Linked DNA regions of Sus scrofa: region 2 is linked to region 1. Evidence: chromatin contacts called from public HiChIP or PLAC-seq data. All regions are on one chromosome and are shown on one strand. Each heading gives the region's core, a stretch centred on a gene start, on an enhancer-like site or on the middle of the called end of the contact. The rest is flanking DNA. Distances are from core to core; before and after follow the strand shown.

Region 1 (7,171 bases), core at 1,786-4,285:
GCCAAGCTTTCCACCCTGTTCCCCTTCTGGAAAGTTCGGTTTGGGGTCACAGATAGCAATAGGGGAATGTGTTCAGCAGGGGAAGTTCTTAGTCATTAGACTTTTATCTTCTGGGAATTAGCACACAAATATTTTCTCACCTAAATCATCATCTGCTCCCAGCTTTTCTACCAGATGGGTTTTCCTTAGCAACAGGCAACAGCCCTCCCCAGCTACGTGCAACTCTGCAAATACCTACCAAGTCATTCCAACCTCTCAACTCTGTCCTGCTCCTAAGGTGTCCTGTGGAGATGATACAGAGAAGGGCCAAGATCAACAGCCTGACACAAAGATACAGTCGTGATGACTCTTCATGTTTTATTCAGCTATTACCTTACCACCACTTGGTGCTCATCTAGGGCTCAGTTTGCAGTGACCTGGGCCCTCAGGTGACCTATCTGTTAGTCCTATGGAAAAGCATAAGGAAGAGGAAAAGGACCACTCAGTAAAACAAGTCCCAAAGCAGGAGATGACTAGCCCTAAATGATTGTAATGAAGTGTCCCTCCAAAGTGCCACAGACCTGTCCTGGGGCACTGTGCCTGATCAGAAGGCCAAGGCAAGGCCCCTTCGGAGTAAGAGCATGCCAGGCCTCGCTGGCTCCGCAGCTGCAGAGGCTGGGCGGACGGCAAAGGGAGGAGGTTTGGTGATCAGCTTACCTCGGCCCACCCTGCCCCCAATCTCTGCCCCCAGTTTGGTCTGTGGCAGTTTCTACATGAAACACAAGAAGAATTCAAGCCAGAAATTCTTGCTTTGACAAGCATTCTACCTTTCTAAACTTTTTAAAAACCATCAATTAATTGAAATGCCAGTGACTGTTCGCCTCTTACTGCAAAAGTCAAGTTCGGGAGTTCTCTTGTGGCACAGAGGGTTAAGGATCCCACATTGTCACTGCAGTGGCTTGGGTTGTTCCCGTGGTGTGGGTTCAATCCCTGGCCTGGGAACCTCATATGCCTTAAGTGCAGCCAAAAAAATAAATGAGAGAGAATAACAGGGTTACCAGAAATTTGCAAAATTCCTATAGCTGCTGTATGACAAGAATTCAACACAGTATAAACTTCACCTTTTTAAATTTTCATTTTTCCTTAAAGCTCCCAAAAGAATTGTAGGGGGAACAGGTAACTGAAACCTCAAGTCCTAGGTTTATGTCTTAGATATTGAAGAAATATTGACCTCTTTTCTTGGGATAAAAAGAGACAAGAATTTGATAGTCCCATGTAAGCAAGTCTCAGCCCTAGCCCTGTGAATACGCTTGATCTTTAAACCTCCACTACATCACCATTTCTGGCACTTCTCATGTCTAATCTAAAATAAACAGCACTGCTCTTACTATCAAAGGGATCATCAGTGACACACAAAGTGGGACCAGGGCAGAGAGTCTGGCTGGGATACCCCCACTGACAACTGTAGGATATGAGTCCTCCCTTCCTCAAATTCCTGACTTCTTGGTCATCTGAGAAGGCCTGATTGTCCCTAGACCGAGAGTCAGTAGCAAAACAGGTACAACCGGGGCATGGCCTGAGGATGCTGCCAGCAGAAGAGTCACCTGTGTGTGCCTGATCAATGTGGAGACTCTGTAAACAGCCTCCCTTTGCTGGGGCGGGGGGAAGGGGGAGGCAGCTCATTTTTTGAGGGATGTGGCAGTGGGTAAAGTCTTTGGATTAAAGAACTACCTTCTTTTGTCAAGAAATTGATTCCTATCACATGGAGTAAAACTCTTACTCCAGAGCCATTAAGCACCCCTCTGAGGGGAGAAGCTGGTGGCCTGAGACTCCGGACCACAAAGTATGCAGGGGCCCAAAGAGGGAGGGAGCTACAGAGCCCTCCTGAGCAGGGCAGGGGAAGATCAGGGGAATGGAGTTTCAAGGGAGACCAGTTCTGGGCACTCTCCCTCCCCGTGGCTGTACTGAACAAATGTTGGGCACCAATCACCCCCAGAGTGGCTAATCCCCGCCATTGATGAGGCAGCTACTATGTGCCAGCTGCCCTGCCAGGCCTTTGCTACATATTATCTCATTTAACCATATTAGCCTCAGGACAGAACTACTTATTTTTCACAAGAAAACAGGGTTTCAGAGAAGTCACATAACATGGCCATGGTCACAATCACAGAAGTGACAGAATCTGAATGTGGGCCCAGGGTTGATGGGCTCCAAAGCTTGAACTCATTTCTTCATTACAAAAAAGCACCATCTACTCCTCTTAGACACTTTAGAAGTCGTCTCTTCGCCTAGGCTGTTCTTTGCATTGAAGCCCCCTCCGTCTCATCTGTTCCACGTGTGCAGAAGAAGTCTGTGCCTTATCCACTCTCCCCGCTTGCTTAGATGACAGCTCTCTGCGCCCCCGCATCCACATCCAGGGTGAGAACAGGGTGAATATTGGGCACTCCTCATACCCGAGGGGGTTACTGGCTATAGGAAATCTCAGGGGGCTTTTAAGAGGGACAAACCCCACCCTGGGGCAAACATACCTTGCTTCATCCTTAGCACAGAAAACCCAGAAGTTGTCAAGGCCATGGGTTTACTGGTTTTCCCCAACTTTGATTTTAAATGCTAACAATGGAGGCATTTCCAGGAAAGGAAGCAGAACTAAGAGGGCATCATGATCTGGCAACCCTTCTGTGTTTCACAATGTGCCACAAAAAACCGTGTGCATGTCTGAGGCTGTATATCTATTTTGGAGGCACCATTCAGAGGCCCCTGCCAAGCCTCATCTCATTTCCTTTCTTTGAGTCTCAGGAAGCAGAGGGAAGTCCTCTGCCAGGCTCCCAGGATCCCTCAGGACCCTGGGAACAGCCGGATCTGTCTGCAGACTGGACTCCATCAAGGCCCCCCTACCTGCCTTGCCACTTTCCCTTGGCAGCCACCCTTTGGTCACTGGGGACCAACCCTGGCCAGGCGCACAGCGGAATCAGCCGGGAGTTTAGTACAGAGGCCTGGGACCCGGCCTCGGAGCGCCCTCCCCCACCCCCCTCCACGCCGCCCCGGGATTCTGATGGATCCAGCCTGGGCATCTGAATGTTAACAGCGCCCCAGGTGATTCCAAGGTGCAGACAGGATTGAGAAGCCCTACCCGGACCATTTCCCTGACGCCGAAGTTCATCCCTCTGAACTTTGGTGGCATTCCGCAACCTCCCGGGTATTTCTGCCTTGCTCCACCTGGAGCTCATCCAGGGCAGCTTTGAATGCCGCCCGCTCGCAGGATGCCGCCTCCCTGAGCCTCCTCCCTTGCGGCGCCCGGTAATCCAGAAAACTTGTGCCCCGAGCGACCCGCCCCCGTCGTCGGGACTTACTTGGCCACGAGGTGTGCAGACCTCGCAGAAGCGGGAAGCCAGAGCGAGAGCCGGGTGCGCCGGGAGCACGCGGGCGGGCGGCGGAGCGCCTGGCTGCGCCAGGGGCTGGGGAGGCAGCAGCCGCAGCGCCGGCCGGAACGGGAACTGGCTCAACCGCAGCGACGGCCGCGCCCCTCTGGCCGCGCCCCGAGCCTCCTCCGCGTGCTGCGTGGAGGCCGAGACCCCGCCCGGGCGGGCGAGGCGAGATCAGCGGGACGGCCGTGGTCCCCCACCCGGAGCGGGAAGCGCGGAGAGGCCGCCTGCCGAAGTGGCCACGGGCAGCCGGGAGGGGCGGTCCCCGCGCCCGCAGGGAGGCCAGGCCACCGCGCAGGGCCGAGCGGCCAGGCCTGAGAGCTCGCCCAGGAGTGACACTGGGAACGGAGGGCGCCAGCTCGGTAACGGCGGCCGCAAGCCCAGGCCCGTCCTCCTAAAAGGACCAACCCACCATCCGCAACCCGAGGCGGCACCTGGGCACGCTGGAGAAACTCCCGTTAAAACGTGACACCTGCTCCCCCCAATGAAACGCAGCTCAAAGCAATCAAACCTTTATAGCAGAGCATATACTTTGATTTATACGTTTTAACGTCTAAGCTTTTCTCCTTGTCCTTAAATCCGTTCTTGGCAGTGTACCTTTTATGTTTTATATGTTATGCTGCAATGACCTGCAAGGGAGTTTTTAACATGCACACACATCTCCCCAACAAAAAATGTTTTAAACGTTTCAAATGGGGAAGGTCTACAAAACGACGCTATAAATAGTTTGTCACCTCCACACTAAAGTACATTCAGTCGTGTGACCACATATGCTCATGAATATTTAAATCACCATCCAAGGCTGCCTTCTGAGAAAAGTTTGTTCCTAACTCAAAAGTGAAACTTTGCGAACGTAAAATTGATGGGATAGGATGAGCAAACTTGTAAGTACCAAAATGGAAAAGCTCAACATACGAATTCTTCCAGTTTACCCTTACCTGAAACTCTGGTAGAAAAATTATGAATTTTTTCTTTTCTTCTAGGATTCTCTTACTCCCATATTTTCCACATCCTGTTTCATACTTAGAATGGCTGCATTCTGAGAAGCTCCTTCAGTTCTGCGGTTCCAATCATCACGTCTCCGGTAGATTTGAATCGGCTGTGTTTCCCACGTGTGTTAGGCAGACTGGCCCTTGTCTGCTTCCCCCCCACCCCGCCCCCGCCCTTAGCTTCCAACCCCCTCCACTCGTGATGCCCTACACCTGGACCCTGTGACTATGGCAAAAGAAAATTAAAGAAGCAGATGGAATGAGTGGTGCAAGTCAACTGACCTTGAGATGGGACAGTGATCATGAGTTACTGGCATGGGCCAATGCGATCACAAGGGTCCTTATAGGTGGAAGAGGGAGGCAGGAGAGCTGAAGAGATAACAGCCTGAGAAGGATCTGATGTTTGTTTTGGAGATGGAGGAATGGGACTATGAGCCAAGAAATGAAGGTAGCTTCTAGAAGCTGGAAAAGGCAACAATATGGGTTCTCTAGGAGAGTCTCCAGAAGGAGGGCAGTCCTGCTGACACTTTGATGTTAGCCCAGTGAGACCCGTTTTAGACTTCTGACTTCCAGAACAGTGAGATAATAAATTTGCCTTGTCTTAAGCCACTAGATTTGAAGTGACTCGTTACAGCAGCAATGGGAAACCAATAACCATCCATTTAAGTTCTTAATTTCAACAATGTTCTTATTTACTAAGAGTGTTTTGGTTCGAATTTTCTTGGTCATTTATGATCATGTCTGGTTCTCTGCTGATCCCATCACTTAAAAAATTCATAGAGTTATTTTTGCTTTTAATTAGCCTTTATTTGGGGATAATTGTAAATTCACTTGTAAGAAATAATGCAGAGCGATCCTTTTACCCTTAATCCAGTTTCCCTTCATGGTAACAGCTTGCAGAACCAGGATGTTGGCACTGATACAATCAAGCTACGGAACATTTCCATCACTATAGTAATGCCTCCTGCTGCCCTGAAACAGCACACCACCCCCTCCTTAACCCCTGACAGCCACTCATCTGTTCCCCATTTCTCTAATATGTCATTGCAAGAATGTAATGTATTTGGAAGCACATAGTAGGTACTGGGATTTTGTTTGGGGTTGGTTTTGTTCACTCAGCATGGAGATTCATCTAGGTCACTGCATGTATCAATAGTTCTTTCCTTTTTATTACTGAGTAGTATTTCATGGCACTGCCACAGGAATGCCACCGTTTTTTACACATGTTGAAGGACATTGAATTATTTCCAGTTTGGGGCTCTTATGAATAAAGCTGCTATATACATTCAGCTACAGGTTTACCTGTGAATGTGAGTTTTTATTTCCCTGGGATCAATGCCCGGAGTGCAACTGCTGGGTCATATGGTAATTGCACATTCAGTTTCTTAAGAAACTGCCAAACTCTTTTCCACAGTGGCTGTTACATTCGCACCAGCAAAGTGTAAGTGATCCAGTTTCATGGCATCCTTGTCAGCATGTGGTGCTGTCACAGTGTTTTATGTTAGCCATTCTGATGAGTGTATGGTGTTAGTGACATATCATTATAGTTTTAATTTGCCAGGGATGTTGAACATCTTTTCATGGGCTTATTTGCCATTTGTGTCTCCTCTTGGGTGAATGTCTCTTCATGTCTCATTCATTTATTAATTGGATTCCTTGATGTTTTACTGTTGAGTTGTGAGAGTTCTTTGTATATTATAGGTTCTAGCACTTTGTTAGATGTGCGATTCACAAATATTTTCTCCAACTCCAAGCTTGTCTTTTCATTCTCTTAATAGGATCTTTAACATTTTAAATTTTGAGGCAGTCTAACTTATCAGTTTTTCCTTGTATGAATCGTGATTTTGGTACTGAGTCTAAGAACTCTGAAAAGTCTTAGATGTCAAAGAATTTCTCTTTTTTCACCTAAAAGCTTTACAGTTTTATGTTATTTAAGGCCATGATACACTTTTTCTTTGTCTTTTTTTTTTTTTTTTTTTGTCTTTTCAGGGCTACACCCATGGCATACGGAAGTTCCCAGGCTAGGGGTCTAATCAGAGCTACAGCTGCCAGCCTACATCACTGCCACAGCAACGCCAGATCCGAGCCCCATCTGTGACCTACACCATGGCTCACGGTTATGAAATAACCAGAATAGGAAAATCCATTGACACAGAATGTAGATTGGTGGTTGCCAGATCCTTAACCCACTGAGTGAGGCCAGGGATCGAACCTGCAACCTCTTGGTTCCTAGTCAGATTCGTTTCCGCTGCACCACAATGGTAACTCCTGAATTAATTTTTATTATTATTATTATTTATTACTCAAATGGATTTACCACATCTGTAGTTCTATAATGATCATAACAATCTGATTTCACAGGATTTCCATCCCACAGCCCAAGCACATCCCCCCACCCCCCAAACTGTCTCCTCTGGAGACCATAAGTTTTTCAATGTCTGTGAGTCAGTATCTGTTCTGCAAAGAAGTTCTGTCTGTCCTTTTTTCAGATTCCACATGTCAGTGAAAGCATTTGATGTTGGTGTCTCATTGTATGGCTGACTTCACTTAGCATGATAATTTCTAGGTCCATCCATGTTGCTAAAAATGCCGGTATTTCGTTCGTTTTAATGGCTGAGTAATATTCCATTGTGTATATGTACCACATCTTCTCGATCCACTCCTCTGTCAATGGACATTTAGGTTGTTTCCATGATTTGGCTATTGAAAATAGTGCTGCAATGAACATTGGAGTACATGTGTCTTTGCGAGTTGTGGTTTTCTCTGGATAGATGCCCAGGA
Region 2 (7,171 bases), core at 1,887-4,386, 330 kb before region 1:
GACAGGATGTGGTGAAAAGGACAACAAGCATGTCACAAGCGTAACAGAAGCCCTGACTCCCCCATAAACATTTTAACAGTGGCTTGACAGCAGTCTCACTACTACCACTAGGTTTCAGAATGACGGTTTTTGATTCTGTTGAGTGTGGGCAAGGTCCAAGTTTACTCTGCTCCGCAGTGAAACAGCCCGATGAGGTTTCAGTCCTTTTGCCGTGAAGCACACAGTGCTGAGTGACTGTGTCCCAGCTGCATGTGCTGTTCCATGCACTGGTTTGTCTTAACACACGTTTATAAAGCCCTAAGCACCAGGCACTGTTCCAAGCCCCTACGACTCCTGCAATCCTCCCAACATAAGGTAGGTGTTATGACTCTTATCCCCCTTTTACAGATGAGGAAACTGAGGTCCAGAGACATTAAGTGACTTTCTTAAGATCTCACAGCTGGTAAATGTGGAGCTGGGATTCAAGCCAAGGCAGTGTGACTTCAGAGCCCCTTAGCCGCTCTGCTGTGAACAGTGTCATGGGGTTGGTCGTCCTTTTAGTGAGACCCCTGGTCCTTTTTGCTCAATATCACAGGGGCCCTCCCCTTAAACGTCCTGCCGTGAACGCTGCTAGTCTGCCTGGTTGCCCATACACAGGATGGAAAGAAGAAATCTCATTTCATTTCATCAGCTCTTCGCCTTGCCCGTGATCTGGCCGGCTGTGCTGAGTGGTTTCGGATGATAATTGATAAATTCCCTGCTGCACCTTCCCCTCTACCCCCCAAGTATCCTTGTTGTTGCAAAGATTTAAAGTGACTCAGAGAACTGAGACAACAAGTTTGTTGAAATCATCAAGTGATGGATAGAATAAGAGGATCCTGAGCTGGACAAGATTGTGGAGGCAACCAGCGTGCCCTCCTTTCTGGACCCTTCTTCCTGGGTCTTGCCTCTGGAACTGCTCCTTACAAAGCCATCACAGACTCTTCTAAGAACAGAAGAGGCTATTAGGCCCCTGCTGGGAAAGGGGCTCTTACCCAAGCTTACTCTGAAATAACCAGAGCAAACATTTTCTCTGTAGTCAGGCCAGCCTGAGAGCCAGAGGAAGCTGTCATCCACGCAGACCTGGTACCGAGCAGTAGAGCCACCAGCACGCCCCGATGACCTCAGCCTCGTGTATCTCCCTGGACCATGCGAACACCCTTCCAGCCTGCCTTCCAGCCCTTTCCTTTCCCATTTCCTGCTGAGGCAGCGGCGTGGCCCTCTGTGCCCATCCCCCCACTGCCTCCACCCCCGCGTGAGGCTCAGTGTCAACTGAATACAGAATACAGGGTCATGCAGAGGGAGTCCATGAACTTGGAGAACACGCTTCAAAGGCAAATTCAATTCACTTTGTCTCATCTGCTTGTTTGATCTCTGCCCTTGTTTCCTCCACCCACGTGGGAAGAGACAAGCCGGCCATGTCCCATCCCGAGGAAACGTTGGTGCCCCAAAGCTCCTTGCCCTGCTTCTGAGACCCCAAGTGTCATCACATAGATTCCTCACGGCTGGGACCCTGCGGGTCCTGCACGCGAGCTTGGGCTTCGGGGAGAGAGTGCTAAATTCGGGAGCAGTGCTTTTCCGTTTTCCAGGGGATGCTCGGATGGGAGGAAGGAGAGTAGAAAAGGTGAGTCAGCAGCAAACCTTTGCACCTATACATTCTCCGTGGAGCGCGAAGCTGCACAGGTTCGGAAAGAGAAGGGGACACTGTCATAGCGATGAAGACAAGTGGGTTTTTTGAGTGTGAGTCTTGCTCCCAGATGGCCTTGGTCTTTCAAATCTTGAATTTCTTCTACTTAGAAGTGTTCAGGGGCCACTTTGAGCCTTGGGCAGTGGGGGGCGGGGCGGGGCTATAAAAAGACTCACTCAGAGTTTTCTTGTGGCGCAGTGGGTCAAGGATCCAGTGTTGTCACTGCACCAGCGTGGGTCTGGCTCTCCAACTACCCCCACCCTCTCTCTACCCACTCCTCTCCCATCTCAGCTGCTGTGGCATGGGTTCAGTCCCTGGCCTGGGAACTTCCCCATGCATGGGTAGCGCAGGTGCAGGGGGTGGGGGGTGGGGGCAGGGGAGACAAACTCTTGTGGAGAATCAGCTTAAAATGGGTCTGGAAAATGTCTGATGTAATAAGTTCTGACTCCAATAGTCCCTGTTACCAGAAATAGAAATCTAATAACCGAAGGGACACAGGCACACAGGCTTCCCCTGATGTCGCCCTGCGGTAGGGTTTCAAGTTGGACATACACTTGGGCAGGTGCCGCCTGTTGCAGGCTGTCCCCAAATCTGGCTTTCCCACCACCCCCACCTCCCACCTCACCTGACATCGAGCCCTTTTATAATTCAAAGGTCACGTAAATTTAACTCATGATGAAATGATGAAATCCTTTACCAGACAGCCCCACTACTTCAGAAGCATGTCCTGGCTTGTCTAGTGTGGTTAAAACTGGTGATTTGGCTGAGGAGTGGGTAGTACTTGGCGATAAAGCTAAACTATCCAGATCCCTCTCTCTCTCTCTCTCTCTCTCTCTCTCTCTCTCTCTCTCTCTCTCTCTCTGTATATATATATATATATGTCTTCTTTTTTTTCTTTTATGGCTACACTTGCAGCATATGGAAGGGGTCCCAGGCTAGATGTCACAACAGCCATGGCAACACCAGATCTGAGCCACATTGTGGCCTACACTGCAGCGTGTGGCAACTCTGGATCCTGAACCCACTGAGTGAGGCCAGGGATCAAACCCATGTCCTCACAGACCCTATGTTGGGTTCTTAACCCGCTGAGCCGCAACGGGAACTCCTCTCCAGATCGCTTTTGATCCAGTCCCTTCAAAGACGATTCCTGACTCTGGCCAGCTCCCAACTGAGTCCTGTAACTGGTTACAAGAAGGGCTAAGCGACCTAATAGGAGTGATTTGGTGTAAAGCTCCTGTGCAGGAAATAGAATCCAGTGTCCCTCTTGTGGAGGGCAGAAGGCATCATCTCCCCCTATACCGCGCAAGCTTTTGGAAACAATCTGCTGTCTGGAAGCAAGCCACAAAAAGGTCCTCCAGCTCAATGCCAATGAACGCATCCAACCCGAACACATGGTCCAGTCTTTTCAGAACTCTGGCCAAACCTGTGCTAAATTCAGGAACGCTGACTCCCCGCGGTGCACTCCAAACCTTGCTCTGGCCCTGCACTCTTCAGCTCTGGAAAGACATGAGCAGAATTGGCCACAGGCTCTCGAAGATTCCATTTGGAAGCTCGTGTTGGTTGGCGATTCTGGACAGAACGTTGATAAGCGACAACAAACCCTGAGTGGGGTGTGATGCTTGCTGCTTCGAGATCCTCTCACTGGGGACAGCCCTGCCTGCTGCTGCTGCTGCTGCAGAGGCTCACAGAGGTGGGGTTGGGCGCAGCAGCTCCTGGGAAGAACAATGACCTTGGAGTGTTCGTTAGTCATCACGACAATGGCCCTTTTGTGACTCCTCTAGAAATAGGACTTTTCATCCGGCAGCGCAGTGTGCCACGCTTGGGAGCAGTGATGTCACAAGGAGGCAGAAACTAGGGAATTCATCCTCTTGAGCAGAATGACTAATGCTGTGTCCCAGCCTTGGGACATTTGCTGATTTCATCCACCTTCCCCAAACCGCCCCAGCCTCGGGGGGAGGGGAGACTCAGAACTGCGCCTACAATTTCCCGTTTCTCTGGCTCCGACACTGGCTGTGGGGACTCTCAGCTCTCCGCAGATTCCTCCCAAATATTCTGGTGATCCCCCCTCCCCTGGGATGTCTCGTGCGTGTGTTACAAGCTCATCTTTGGTGGCACTTGTGTTCTCCTTCTGGGTTGAACTCAGCCATCTCTGCTAACACAGAGAACGCCCACGTGGGAGCTGGGTTGCCAGTGTCCACGGACAGGCCTGGTGGCTGTCCACCAAAGGTGCCCACTTTGCTGCCGCCCTCTGCCAGCGCTGGCCCTGAGGCTGCCGGTGCATGGCAGTGAGGCCCTGGCTGGGTGGTCCAGGGTGCTGGCTCCAGGAAGGGTGCTGCCCAGGTGACAGCTCTTCAGTTTGTATTTGTCCTTTCTTTCAGCTACTCATCAGAGGGGCTTGAGTCCAAAGAGTTAGACATTGCTCTGAATGACAGGTTCAGAATCCCCTTTGCAGCCAGCCTTTCTCAATGTCATCGTGGCGCCCAGTATGGGAGCCTGATACGTTTCCTGTGAGTTCTGCCCAAGGAGGCTCCTCAGCCCCTCCCTGAACAGGCTGGTAGGCCCCCCCTGCTGGCCTCCTAATCTGTCCAGAAAGGGCAGAAGCTGGGACTTGCCATCCGCCCAAAAGAGGGTAGGAAGCTCCCTCGGCTGACCTCTGAGGAGCTGAGTGGGGGCGTTTAGCCAGGGCTGAGGAAGGCTAGAGGTTTCCGGTGATTTAAAGCCTCCCTTCCCATCCAGGAAGGGTTTTAGTGAGGACATGTGTGTCAGGTGACTCCATACCTATAAAAGCTGCTATGCTTAGAGCATTGGAAAGTGATTTCTAGGGAGTTCCTATTGTGGCTCAGCGGGTTAAGGTCCTGATGTTATCTCCATGAGCATGTGGGTTCGATCCCTGGCCTCACTCAGTGGGTAAAGGCTCCAGTGTTGCTGCAAGCTGCAGCATAAGTCACAGATACTGCTCCGATCTGGTGTTGCCATGGCTGTGGTGTAGGCAGGCAGCTGCAGCTCGGATTTGACCCCTAGTCCAGGAACTTCCATATGCCGCAAGTGCAGCCATAAGAAGAGAGAAAGACAGACAGACAGACAGAAAGAAAGTGATTTCTAGTTCCTGCCACAGCACAGTGGGTTAAGAATCTGATTGCAGCGGCTTGGGTGCGGGGTTCAATCCCTGGCCCAGCGCAGTGGGTGAAAGGATCCCACAGCTGCGACTTGGATTCAATTCCTGGCCCCAGAACTTCCATACGCTGCTGGTGTGGCCATAAATTTAAAAAAAAAAGGAAGGAAAAGAGAGAGAGGGAGGGGGAGCGAGAAAGAGGGAGGGGGGAGAGACGAAGGAAGGAAGGAAGGAAAAGAAAAAGAAAGAGAAGAAAGTGATGTCTTGACTCTCTGAGTAACCGGAGGCTGTAGATGAGCAAGTCTCAAGCTTCAGGCGCTTAAGAATCGACCTGAAGAGGTAGGTTCTCGGACTCCCCACCCCAGGGCCAGATGGACACAGACAGCTGTGTGTTTACAAACACTCCAGGTGGTCTCGTTGCAGGTGGCCTGAGGACCACCCTTTCAGAAACCCTGGGATTGTACTGGCCCCCAGGCTAGGAATCATTCACAGGGCCGAGAGGAGGCCAAGACCCATCACGCAGTTCCTGTGTGCCAGGCGCTGGGCAGAAGGCCTTCCTGGTCCTAGTACATCGCAGTCCACAAGGAGAAAGCCTTGCACAGACGCCAGAATTTTAACTTCATTAAAATCTCATGACTTGGCGTTCCCATTGTGGTGCAGTGGAATCAAATCTGACTAGTCTCCATGAGGATGCAGGTTTGAGGCCTGGCCTCGATCAGTGGTTCAAGGATCTGGCGTTGCCACAAGCTGGGGTGTGGGTCACAGAGGTGGCTTGGATCCCATGTTGCTGTAGCTGTGGTGTAGGCTGGCAACTGTAGCTCCGATGCGACCCCAAGCCAGCCTGGGAATTTCCATATGTCATGGGTTCAGCCCTAAAATGCAAAAAAAAAAAAAAGATCTCATGACTTGGAGAAAAGTTCACTCCTCTGGGCTCACATGAGGACAGAACTGGGAATAGAAGCCAGTTGTGCCCAATTGCAAGGCCTGGTCTCTGTTGCAGGACGTCATATTTCTCCCGTGGCATTTTGGGGACAATAATGGGCAGAGGCCAAGTTACAGCTCAAGACATTTCGCCACCCTCAGTACATTTGTCAGCCCCAACAGGAAAGAAATGCCAGTATTGCAAAGGGGCCAGGGAGCCTAAGGTTGAATCAGAGGACCCCTGAAATTCACCACACTTCCCAGGACCCATAATGTGCCATCAGGCTGGCCTACTGAAGAGGACAGAGGGCAGGGAGCCCCCACGTCATAGGGACGAATTCACAAAGACCCAACTGGTATCACTGTTCCAGAGCATCAGTGAGCCTGCAGTGATAAAAGAATCAGGCTCATGACTTGCCAGGCCAATCAAAGCTCTAAGCTGCCTGGACTCACTGAAACTCAGCACAGCTGCCTGCAGCAAGGCTCCGCCTGGTGCTGCTCGGTGACGGCCCCAGACTAGGGGATTTGAACAGCTGCCTATTGATGCTCCTCTCCCAAGGTTATCTTTCCCGCCACACCCTCAGCCGGGTCTGTGCAGAGTGTATAACATGGTACAGATGCTGGTCAGGCTGCCAGGTGGTGGAAACCCCGCAAAGGACTTCTATTTATAGAGGAGGCATTCCTGGGGCGCTCAGGCGCTCTCGGGCTTGCTGGGAAGTAGCCAGATTCCCGACAGACTCTGAAGGGCGGGGCTGCAAGCTTCTGCCAAAGAAAGGCCTGGTGCTGCCACACACAATGGTAGGGTGGCCCTGGCACGATGTCAGATGAGTTGGCAGCAGCTGTTTGCAGCTGAGCTCTGCCAGCTCCAGGAGCTGTGTCGGGTTTGGATTTTGGAGAATGAATTGTACCAAAAGCCAAAGATGGTCTATCTCCAACTGGCTTGAGTAAGGAAAAGGCTGTAACCCAGAGGTTGCCATCTGGTTCTGGCTGCCTGTGTCTTGAGGAGCAATGTAATTGCCCTACAGCTAAATGCTGCGGAGTGGGCAGCCAGGGCCAGCGCAGGGTGGTCTGTCAGGGAGCCTGATGGCCTTCCCTGGGGACTTCTGGGAGGCCCAGCCCCTGGAGGAGCTGTAGCGTATAGCTGGGGTGTTTCAGGTGCAAACAGGAAGGGCCAGGCTCCTGCAAGAGAATGGTACTGGCCTCCTTAGGCTGCCTTCAGGTTTTCATTCGTTAGTTAACCCTGAGCACATGTGAGAAAGCCCAATAACCAACCAGCACTTTTGAGAAATGGCCAAGCTCACGTCCCGACTCAGCCACTCACTAGTTTGAGCCAGTTAGAAATTAATTTCTCCAGGGCTCAGATTTTTCCATTAGTAATTTGGGATAAAAACCCAACAGAGAAATGAACCAAAGCTACGGAGAGGCAACACACT

The links. HiChIP or PLAC-seq counts read pairs in DNA pulled down with a chosen protein or histone mark.
Region 2: an H3K27ac HiChIP or PLAC-seq map of skeletal muscle shows a contact between it and region 1, with 4 times the contacts expected there. The contact joins two enhancer-like sites. A contact is called at or near these places in 2 of 2 datasets of contacts at active chromatin or transcription factors (alveolar macrophages and skeletal muscle).

What each region holds. Positions count from the first base shown.
Region 1 is chr18:42,428,620-42,435,790 of Sscrofa11.1, reverse strand. No RefSeq gene overlaps it. Among named protein-coding and RNA genes, the nearest start is that of GGCT, 21 kb to the right of the region's middle. Within about 2 kb of position 3,035, at least 39 of the 83 cell types and tissues checked have an H3K27ac peak or open chromatin away from gene starts, as enhancers often do. A contact at or near this core is called in skeletal muscle, where this site is marked.
Region 2 is chr18:42,756,551-42,763,721 of Sscrofa11.1, reverse strand. No RefSeq gene overlaps it. Among named protein-coding and RNA genes, the nearest start is that of MTURN, 42 kb to the left of the region's middle. Within about 2 kb of position 3,136, at least 12 of the 83 cell types and tissues checked have an H3K27ac peak or open chromatin away from gene starts, as enhancers often do. A contact at or near this core is called in skeletal muscle, where this site is marked.